Regions from separate parts of the Macaca mulatta genome. Here regions 2 and 3 are each linked to region 1. Evidence: chromatin contacts called from public Hi-C data. All regions are on one chromosome and are shown on one strand. The core of a region is the stretch at or near the end of the contact, and the rest is flanking DNA. Distances in the headings are between cores, read along the strand shown.

What was found. Hi-C and Micro-C count contacts between places; a contact is called where the count stands out from the background.
Region 2: a Hi-C map of fetal cortex germinal zone shows a contact between it and region 1, with 2.1 times the contacts expected there. The contact joins the promoter of BEND6 here to the promoter of PRIM2 in region 1. A contact is called at or near these places in 2 of 14 Hi-C or Micro-C datasets (fetal cortex germinal zone and fetal cortical plate).
Region 3: a contact with region 1 is called in a Hi-C map of fetal cortex germinal zone, with 4 times the contacts expected there. The contact joins the enhancer-like site here to the promoter of PRIM2 in region 1. A contact is called at or near these places in 7 of 14 Hi-C or Micro-C datasets (CD4 T cells, blood, cortical neurons and 4 more).

What each region holds. Positions count from the first base shown.
Region 1 is chr4:124,990,967-124,993,666 of T2T-MMU8v2.0, forward strand. PRIM2 (DNA primase subunit 2) reads right to left here and starts at 1,399. Exons shown (of 14, transcript NM_001266600.1): 1 at 1,353-1,399; 2 at 442-604. The coding sequence starts at 595.
Region 2 is chr4:125,342,838-125,345,537 of T2T-MMU8v2.0, forward strand. It overlaps BEND6 (BEN domain containing 6), which reads right to left and starts at 1,377. Exons shown (of 7, transcript NM_001257859.2): 1 at 1,099-1,377. It overlaps DST (dystonin), which reads left to right and starts at 1,722. Exons shown (of 103, transcript XM_077999802.1): 1 at 1,722-2,152. The coding sequence starts at 1,972. It also overlaps a transcript of BAG2 not described here.
Region 3 is chr4:125,384,379-125,387,095 of T2T-MMU8v2.0, forward strand. All of the region lies in intron 2 of DST (dystonin), which reads left to right. It also overlaps a transcript of BAG2 not described here. Among named protein-coding and RNA genes, the nearest start is that of DST, 41 kb to the left of the region's middle. Within about 2 kb of position 1,418, at least 17 of the 40 cell types and tissues checked have an H3K27ac peak or open chromatin away from gene starts, as enhancers often do. A contact at or near this core is called in cortical neurons, fetal cortex germinal zone and fetal cortical plate, where this site is marked.

The sequences.
Region 1 (2,700 bases), core at 149-2,648:
AAGGTCCAGATCACATTTCAACTTCTCTAAGAAGCTTATTTAATCAGACTAAGTCAGTCACTCCCACTTCTTTGTTTCAACAGCACCACCATTTACTTCTAGAGCAGTTAAAATACTGAATTATGACTATTATTTTGGATGTCTGTCTCCATGTACTAGAATACAACTTCAACAAAAAATAACATTATTCATATCAAAATCCCTGCCACCTAGAACATAATGGCACTCAATAATATGCACTGTACAATAAATAAATGAATGAGTACCAAACCCTCAACAAATATTTCTTGAATGGATTGCTGAATGAAGGAAATGAATTATCTCAATAAATATTTGTTGAATGGATTGCTGAATGAAGGAAATAAATTACCTTCATTCATTCTCACAAAGGGTAAGTAAGTTTCTCAAGAATATATACATTCTAATTTAAATAGTACTTACATTTAACTCTATCAATAGCCAAGTTTTCAAATTCTATTAAAGATATGTTTTCAGACGGTGGCTGCAAGTAAAACTGAAGGCAATGAGGGTAGGAAGCATTCCTCTGGTCACCTGCCAATCTCGGCATCCTCCACTTTTTTTTGGAAAACTCCATCTTGGTCACCTTAGAAGGAAGCATATAAAAAGCATAAAATTATGGAAAATAAAGTTGGAAAAAGAAAACACGAAAAAATAATTACACAAACAGAAAAAAAAAAATGGACTTGAAGGCATGCACAAAATGTTAGCAGTGGCAATTCCTGGGTGATGTCCTTCTCTCTTTTCCAGATTTTCTACAATACACCTATAATAATTTTGTAATGGGGGTGGGAGAGGCGCTAGAGCAGACGCAGGTGGTGATCCTAATTTTCAGCAACATGAAAGTCAGGTGATGTTGCCTGCTCATTACAGGCCTGTGTGTCACTGCTCCTGGATCTTTACGATCCCAAGAGTTAATATAAGGTTTTACGTGGTCTGCAATCCTGAACTTAGAGGAGAGTGCTGTAGGTTCTGGCTAAATGAGGGTCTCACTTGATGGACTGGGTCCAGTTACTCACTTTCTCTGTTATGACTCTGGGAAACAGAACAACTGTCTTTCGGAACTCCTTTTCGGGAACATCCACAAGTGCCTTATAAAAGTTCCATCCCCAACACCTCTGCCCACTCCACTAGCAAACCTATCTGCCCCCAACTCCTCCCTGGTACCTGAGTGTCTGCCCCAACCAATCAACCAATACCCACTACTCTCAACCCGCCAAGTTTGTCCTTCTGCTCCTGCTGCCTGCAAAGTGATCCGTCTCTCCTTTCTGTCGACTTGCAAGCCTCAACAACAGAATTGCTCTCTGTCCTAAATTCGCGGGAGTTTCCCTTACCTGCAAGAATTCAAACTCGGGGAAACACAAACGCTGACAGCTACCGCTCCCGGGTGGCGGGAGAGTTCATATGAAACCGGAAGCGGAAGCGATTAGCACGGAAGGCCCGCCCTCCCCCACCTCCCCTCGGCCGCTTGGAGGGGGTTGTGCCTGGGGCTCTGGGCATGCTCAGTGAAGCGCGTCTGGGAGCTCAAGGCGTTTCACGGACTTTGGCAGCTTTAAAATGTTTGGATGTCAATGTTTTGGGGATTTCTTTTTTCCAAATTTTAAGATGCATTTCCCGTACGTGGAGTAGGTAGCTTTTAACGGTTGAAACTGGGGTGCTGAATGCTAGTGGAGAAAACTCCCATACGCCGAAAATTGAACCAATGTAAGTTCGTTTGGGGACACTAACAAATATTCCGTATATTGAGGAGAATATGGCGCTTTAACCCGCAGAGCTGGCACTCATCACTTTCAATCTGGGGAGGAATGAGGAAAAAAAGCATTAGGATCCTTTTTGCACCTAGCTCACTATTAAGGGCTCTTTTTTCCCCTCGTTTAATCTTTCAGCGACGTTTAAGGTCCTATACGGTCGTATTACCCCCATTTGGCAGATGAGGAAACAAGTTACAAGATCATCATTAGCTACATACAATACATAGTTTGAATTTCGGATTGGGCGGCAAGATCCTACTGGCAGGTTCCACGTTCAGTTCCCTCCCCGCTCCCCGGCAATGCCTCGCACAGAGTAAGCGCGCGGCTGAATTATCTGTGGAATGAACTAGAATGAATGAAAGAATGAACATTCGCAGAAATCGCTCTGCAGTCTACAGGAATTAGAAGAACCCAGCCTCGGAGGGAAGATAGGGTGGAAGAAGTGGAAGCACTGTAGATAACGCGGACGTGCCGCTTGCTTTCCAGATGTCTTACTGCAGACTCACAAGCGGTGCCACCGTCAGAGCCACCACACCAGTTCTGTCTGTAAGATTTTCGAGAACTAGAAATTAACTTCACTCGTGGCCTCTAGGAGGCGTGCCTTGCTTACAAATGTGCTGGAATGAGGCTCCGGTATAGGTAGTCGTTAGGCGATCAACTGAATGTTTTGAAATGTTCATGTTCTTAGAAATGCAAAGTACATTGAAACAGTCTCAAGCTTCAGAGCATCTACCCAGCCTGGACTAAACTGTGGCTGGCACTGACTTTATACCAGGACCTGTTCTAAGTGGTTTACATATCAACTCATTTTATTCTCACAACCATTTAAGATAGGCTATTCCCCCCCGCCCCCCCGCCCCGACACACCACCACTACCCGAGACAGAGTCTTGTTCTGTGGCCCACCCTGGAGTGCAGTGGAGCGATCTCGG
Region 2 (2,700 bases), core at 127-2,626, 350 kb after region 1:
GTTTATTTTGTTTTAGGAAACCAGCTGTAAACAAAACGTATCTGTTGTTTTCCATGTTTATGAATCTGGCACTAAGAGACTGCATTAAGCAATGCCTTTTTAGGTTTAATACTTACACACGGTAATGTGTTACTGGCCTTAAGGACATCAATGATTAAGCTTTTACGCAGAGCTGTACGGTTTTGTATAGTTGGAAAACAACATGATTTTGAGATCACTACAAGCAAATAAAACTTTTATTCCTCCCAATTATTTACCTGCTTTTCAAAATTTTATAAATTTTTATGATACAATTTCTTCAGTCTATTAGGTATTCCAAAAAAGAGGCTAATATAGTCGTTATAAGAAACTCCACAAATGCAGTCAAGTGTTACCTTTTCACTATAATTAAAGTTTTCTTATGCGAGTAAATGAAACAAACAATCCAGCCCCACACAGGGAAAGCCAGCATTGCCTTGGGGGCAGCAGAACGCGGCACAGCACCGCCCGCCAAGGCCGCAAGATGCCGCAGACTGACTGCTGCAGCAGTCGCTTCCTGGCCAGCTGGCCGTGGCCGTCCGCAGAAAGGCACACTGCAGCGCTCTTGCCATACCTTCCGCGCTGGCATTGCATCAGTGTTAAATCCCCTGGCCACCAACTGCCATATACTTTTTGCTGGTTATGAAGAAACGTGGGGAGGGGACAAAAGGGAGACAGTGTGCCTGCAAGTGTGAGAGATCACTATTGCCTCACACTCCCTAAAAAATTTCTCCCCCAAATATTTATAAGCCAAGTCCCAACTTACTTCATCTGTCAGGTCCCTAAATCTGAAATCCCCTCGCCCTTCAAATGCACTAAATGAGTCAGGGTTTTTAGGGCAAACCCAGGGATACAAGAAGATCGAAAGTGCCTAATTCTTAGCTGCCAAATAAGTACCAAGTTTGGGGTGGAAGAGTTCACCTCTGCAGACCAGAGCGTACTACCCCCGGAGCGCTCCTAGTTTAGAGAGGCTTGGAGAGGAGAGGGCCTCCCGTTCCTGGAGTATCCCAATTCCCAGGGAAGGCCCTTCCCAGCGCTCGCGCTTCAGCGTGCGAGGAACCCCCACAAGCAATAGCTCACCCGACTGCATCCTTCAAAGCCCCAACCTCGGGGCGGGGCGCAGGGAGGTGGGAGGTGAGGGGTAGCACCGCCGGGAGGCTCCTGTCAGCGCCTCACGGTTTTCCCCCTGGCTCCTTGGCGCCCCCTGACGATGGGCTCCGCAGCAATTTGGCCAAGGGAGGCTGGATAGGCGGAAGCGCCGGGTGTCCGGGACGCTAGAGGCTCCCGGTCAATGCACCTGAGGACGGCGCGGACTGGCGGGCGGCCCCGCGGGAGGGCGCTGGGCTCTCAGGCCCGGGCGCAGCCCGCGGCCGCCGCCGAAACCGCCGCAGCCATGTCCGCGCGCCCGCGCTGCCGCAGCCCGGCTGTGATGTCATCAGCCGAGCCCCCGCCGCGGCGCCCCATTCCCGCCCCCAGCAGGCTGCCGCGGCTGCAGCCCGGGCGCCGCGTCCCCGCCCCGACCCACGTGCGCCCGGCTTCTGGGATGCTGAGGTCGGCTGCGGCCGCAGGACGATGCGCGGAGCCCGGGCGGTCGCGGCGGCGGCGCTGCTCCTCCCCACTCGCCGCGTCCCCGGCGGGGCTGCGCCCGGGGGCTGCGCACGGACGGGGGCGGGGGCGCCTGGGGAGGGAGGGGAGAGGATCCCAGTCGCCGAGTCGCAGCCTAGTCGCTGTCTGCTGAGTCATGGCAAGCGCTCCCCGCAGCCCTGGATCACTCGCGTAGCGCGGCTGGCGCGGGGTGCGCAGCCATTGGGCTGGGCGCGGGGCCGCGAGCGCCGGGCATGACGCGCTGAGCCGCGCTCACCCGTGCCCGCCGTCCCGGCGTGCGCCCCGCGCGGGTGCCTGTGCCGCCGCCCTCCAGCCCCGCCGTCGAGTCGCCCCCGCGTCGCCCGCACCATGATCGCCGCGGCTTTCCTCGTCTTGCTGAGACCCTACAGCATCCAATGTGCCCTCTTCCTCTTGTTGCTTCTGCTGGGCACCATCGCCACCATCGTCTTCTTCTGCTGCTGGCACCGCAAGCTCCAGAAAGGGAGGCATCCGATGAAATCGGTCTTCTCGGGTCGTTCGAGAAGCCGAGGTAAGACACGCCGCGACGGGTTTCTGCGGCTACCAGGAACATTTAAGCCGATTTGGAGAGTGAAGCGCGGCTCCCTCAGTTCTCCTCGGCTGCCCCTAGCCCCATCATTGCCCACTCCCCAGGCTGAGTACGTTTCTTTATTTAACGCCCCTTGCCCTTTTTGCCCTCACCTCCGCCCTCCAGTCTCCCAGGTTTGAATAACCACGGCGATGCAGAGGGCAGGGAGGGGAGAAACGAACTCAAATTTTCAGTCAGTTTGCTAAAGCGTTAAGGGTAATTTGAGCGTAGTCCGGGGCTGCGGCAGCCTTGCCTTCACCCGTCCTTCGCTGGAGCGTAGGGGTAAGAAAGTAAGGCATGGAAAGTTCGGGACTCCCCAACTCCCCCAGAACTTTCATGCAAACTTCTCGCGGAGAAATCACCTAGAGACCGATGGCCCCAGGACTCCTCCTCCCTCCCCCAGGATGTCCCACCGAATTCCAGTCGTCTGAGATATGCTTTCCCGACCCTGGTCTCTCAGGTAAGTCATGAATCACTTACGTGAAGAACAA
Region 3 (2,717 bases), core at 168-2,667, 390 kb after region 1:
TTTGTTAAGTTCAGGCACTGGCAGGGGTGATGCTCAAAATATTTAACAACCAGTAGAAAGTGAGCACTGAGCAGTCAGAACAGATGCCAGCTGAAGGTCCAATACTTTGTAGTTTCTAGATCCTGGGGGAGGATCAGGAACTCTAGGGAGGGTGTGTGCAACAAGAGGACACTCAGGGGTCTTAGGGCTTCTACCCCTTATGGCTGCCCAGGTCCTGCTCTGCTTGAACTAATCACCTAGTGTCCTATGGCTCTTGTGTACCTGGCTTTGAGGATTTGATTCATGGATCCTCTCATGTCTGTGCTGATGTATGAGCTCTTGCCTGTACATACTCATGACGCTCAGCCAACTTGTTTTACTTCCTCCCTATCACATATCTGTCATCTCAACTAGTCTGAACTATCTGAACCATCTAAACTATCTGCCATCTTCCCATCTGCCTTATGGCTTAGCCTGCCTGAGTCATGATAGGGTTGGCTTCAGTGCAGGAAATTCTCAGAGCAACAGTGTTGGGATTACGTTGTACTTGAAGACAAAGATATTACTGGAGAATAGTTTGCTGGGGATGCTATTGATATAGCTACCGTTTTAAGATTAGTTTAACCACTCATTTTTCCCTTGCGTAAAGTGTTAGCAGTTCAGTTTGCATATACATTTAGGTCTTTATTCTGTCTTCGTGTCCTCTCCTGTGTCTTGAGTGGTTTCTGATATACTGCCTGATACATTGACTTTTGTCTCCAAAGACTGATTTTGTAGTGGTATTGAAAGTCACTTAAGGATGCCCTTGAAATAGACTCAGGACTTTGCTGTGACTTATTGCACATTAGCACGTGTTTTTTTCCTTTCTTTTTTTCATCTTGTTTCTTACCTTTTTTTCTATCCCTATCTTCACTCTCCACCCCCGTATTTTGTGCTGCACACTCAGTGGACTGCACAGCCTCATCTATCTCCGTTAACTTTCCTTCCTGTGCTCTTTTTGTGGACCGCTTTCTTTTCTCATCATGCCCCTCTAGGCTGTCTTCTTATGATTAGTGTTCCTGGCCTTTGCTTAGTGTGAACATTTACCACTTCAGAAATCTTGCTGTTTGGGCGCTATGTGGCTTCTTAGAATTTGCAGTTGGGAAGTTGTAAATGTGCCATAAAACATGCTTTTTTATTTTATATTTCCTAGCTGCTTGTCTTGAGAAGGATGTTATCTTAGAAATACATATATTTAATCCAAGACTCTTTTTATTTGTAGACATGGTCACTAGTGATAATGTCTGTGAGTAGTATCTTAGAAAAGGCTGCATGCAAACAGATTGTGCTCACATTTAAAGACTCATCTATAAAATCCCTTGGTCTATAATTATGAAGGCTGGGTTATGATTTGCTGGTGGCACAGCTATTTATAGAGTCTGTCATTGCGCATGACTGTCTGTGCCCAGGGCTGTGGGCCCGTCGCTGAGAGGAGCTGAGCTCTGGCTGCCGCAAGAGCAGATTGCACTGACTGCTGCTCCTGTTTCTCAGTCAGCCTTCCTCATTTGCCCTCCTTAGCTTTGAATGGAGCTTTTTTCTCTCTAGAACTCTTGTCTATTCCTGCTTTTTCATATGGTTACTGTTACCTGTTTCTGATGTGTATATTGCCCAGTGTTTTGCTGTTACTCTCATTTTTTGTATTGATGAATTTCCTGTCCTCTAGAAGCTCTGTGTTGCTGAATCTTTCTTGTCATTGAATGTTAAATATGGTTCATAAGTTATTGATGGCATTGTTTAGGAAATCAGACTGTTTGTTTCAGGTCAGCTTCCTAGGAAAATAGACTTTGAGATGGAGACTCTATGCAGGAGATTTACTGGGGAGTGCCCTCGGGAAAAACACCCTAAGATAGTGAGGGCCAGGGAGAAGTTGAATTATGTTGCATATGCAGATGGCCCTAAGATCCCACAGGAAGTGTCAGAGTTGTCCCTAGTTGAAACTATCACTAGCCCTTCCCTGTCGAACAGCATTGGCCTGGGGGATGGCATGTGAAAGCTAGCTCTTAGGCTGGAGGGCAATTCCCAGCTAAAAGCCATGCTGCCACCCTCTCAGCAACTGGCTCAAGGAATGGGGGAAAATGTGGGGGATGCTCCACATTATCCAGACTTGTCATAGTTTTGAATGTAGTGCAATTTCTACCCTCCTTTAGTTTTAACATAGATGCAATGTTGGTTCCATACTTAATATGGGTGCATTGTTTGTTCCATATTTAATATGGATGCATTGTTGGTTCCATAAATATGCCTGAAAGCCAAGCATATTTATTTTCTTTTTATGGTTCATTTTGGTACAAAACATGAAGTTGATGAATTCAGTCTAAGAAAAAATAGAGTGTAGGCCAATTTCAACAGAATAAACCCTGCCTTACTGAACAGCCACTCTTCATAAAAATCTGCTGTCACTCACTGGCTGATGAGTTTATCCCTAAAAACCAAAGCAGGAGATGGGAAGGATAAAGGATTGAAATCTATTGTACCAAAAGCAGTAGGGTTGATAAAATTTGTGCAGACTTTTGCCTGGTATTTGCAGTCTAAATATAAAGAAAATCATCAGATTAGAAAAATAATCCAACTGCATCATCTATGTGTTTGATGAAATAACATAACAGATGCTGTTTGATCTGCCTAGAAACTACAAACAGATGGAGTAGACATGGCTGCCAGAGGGAAATTAGGCTGACCTTATATTTCACAGACTAGGT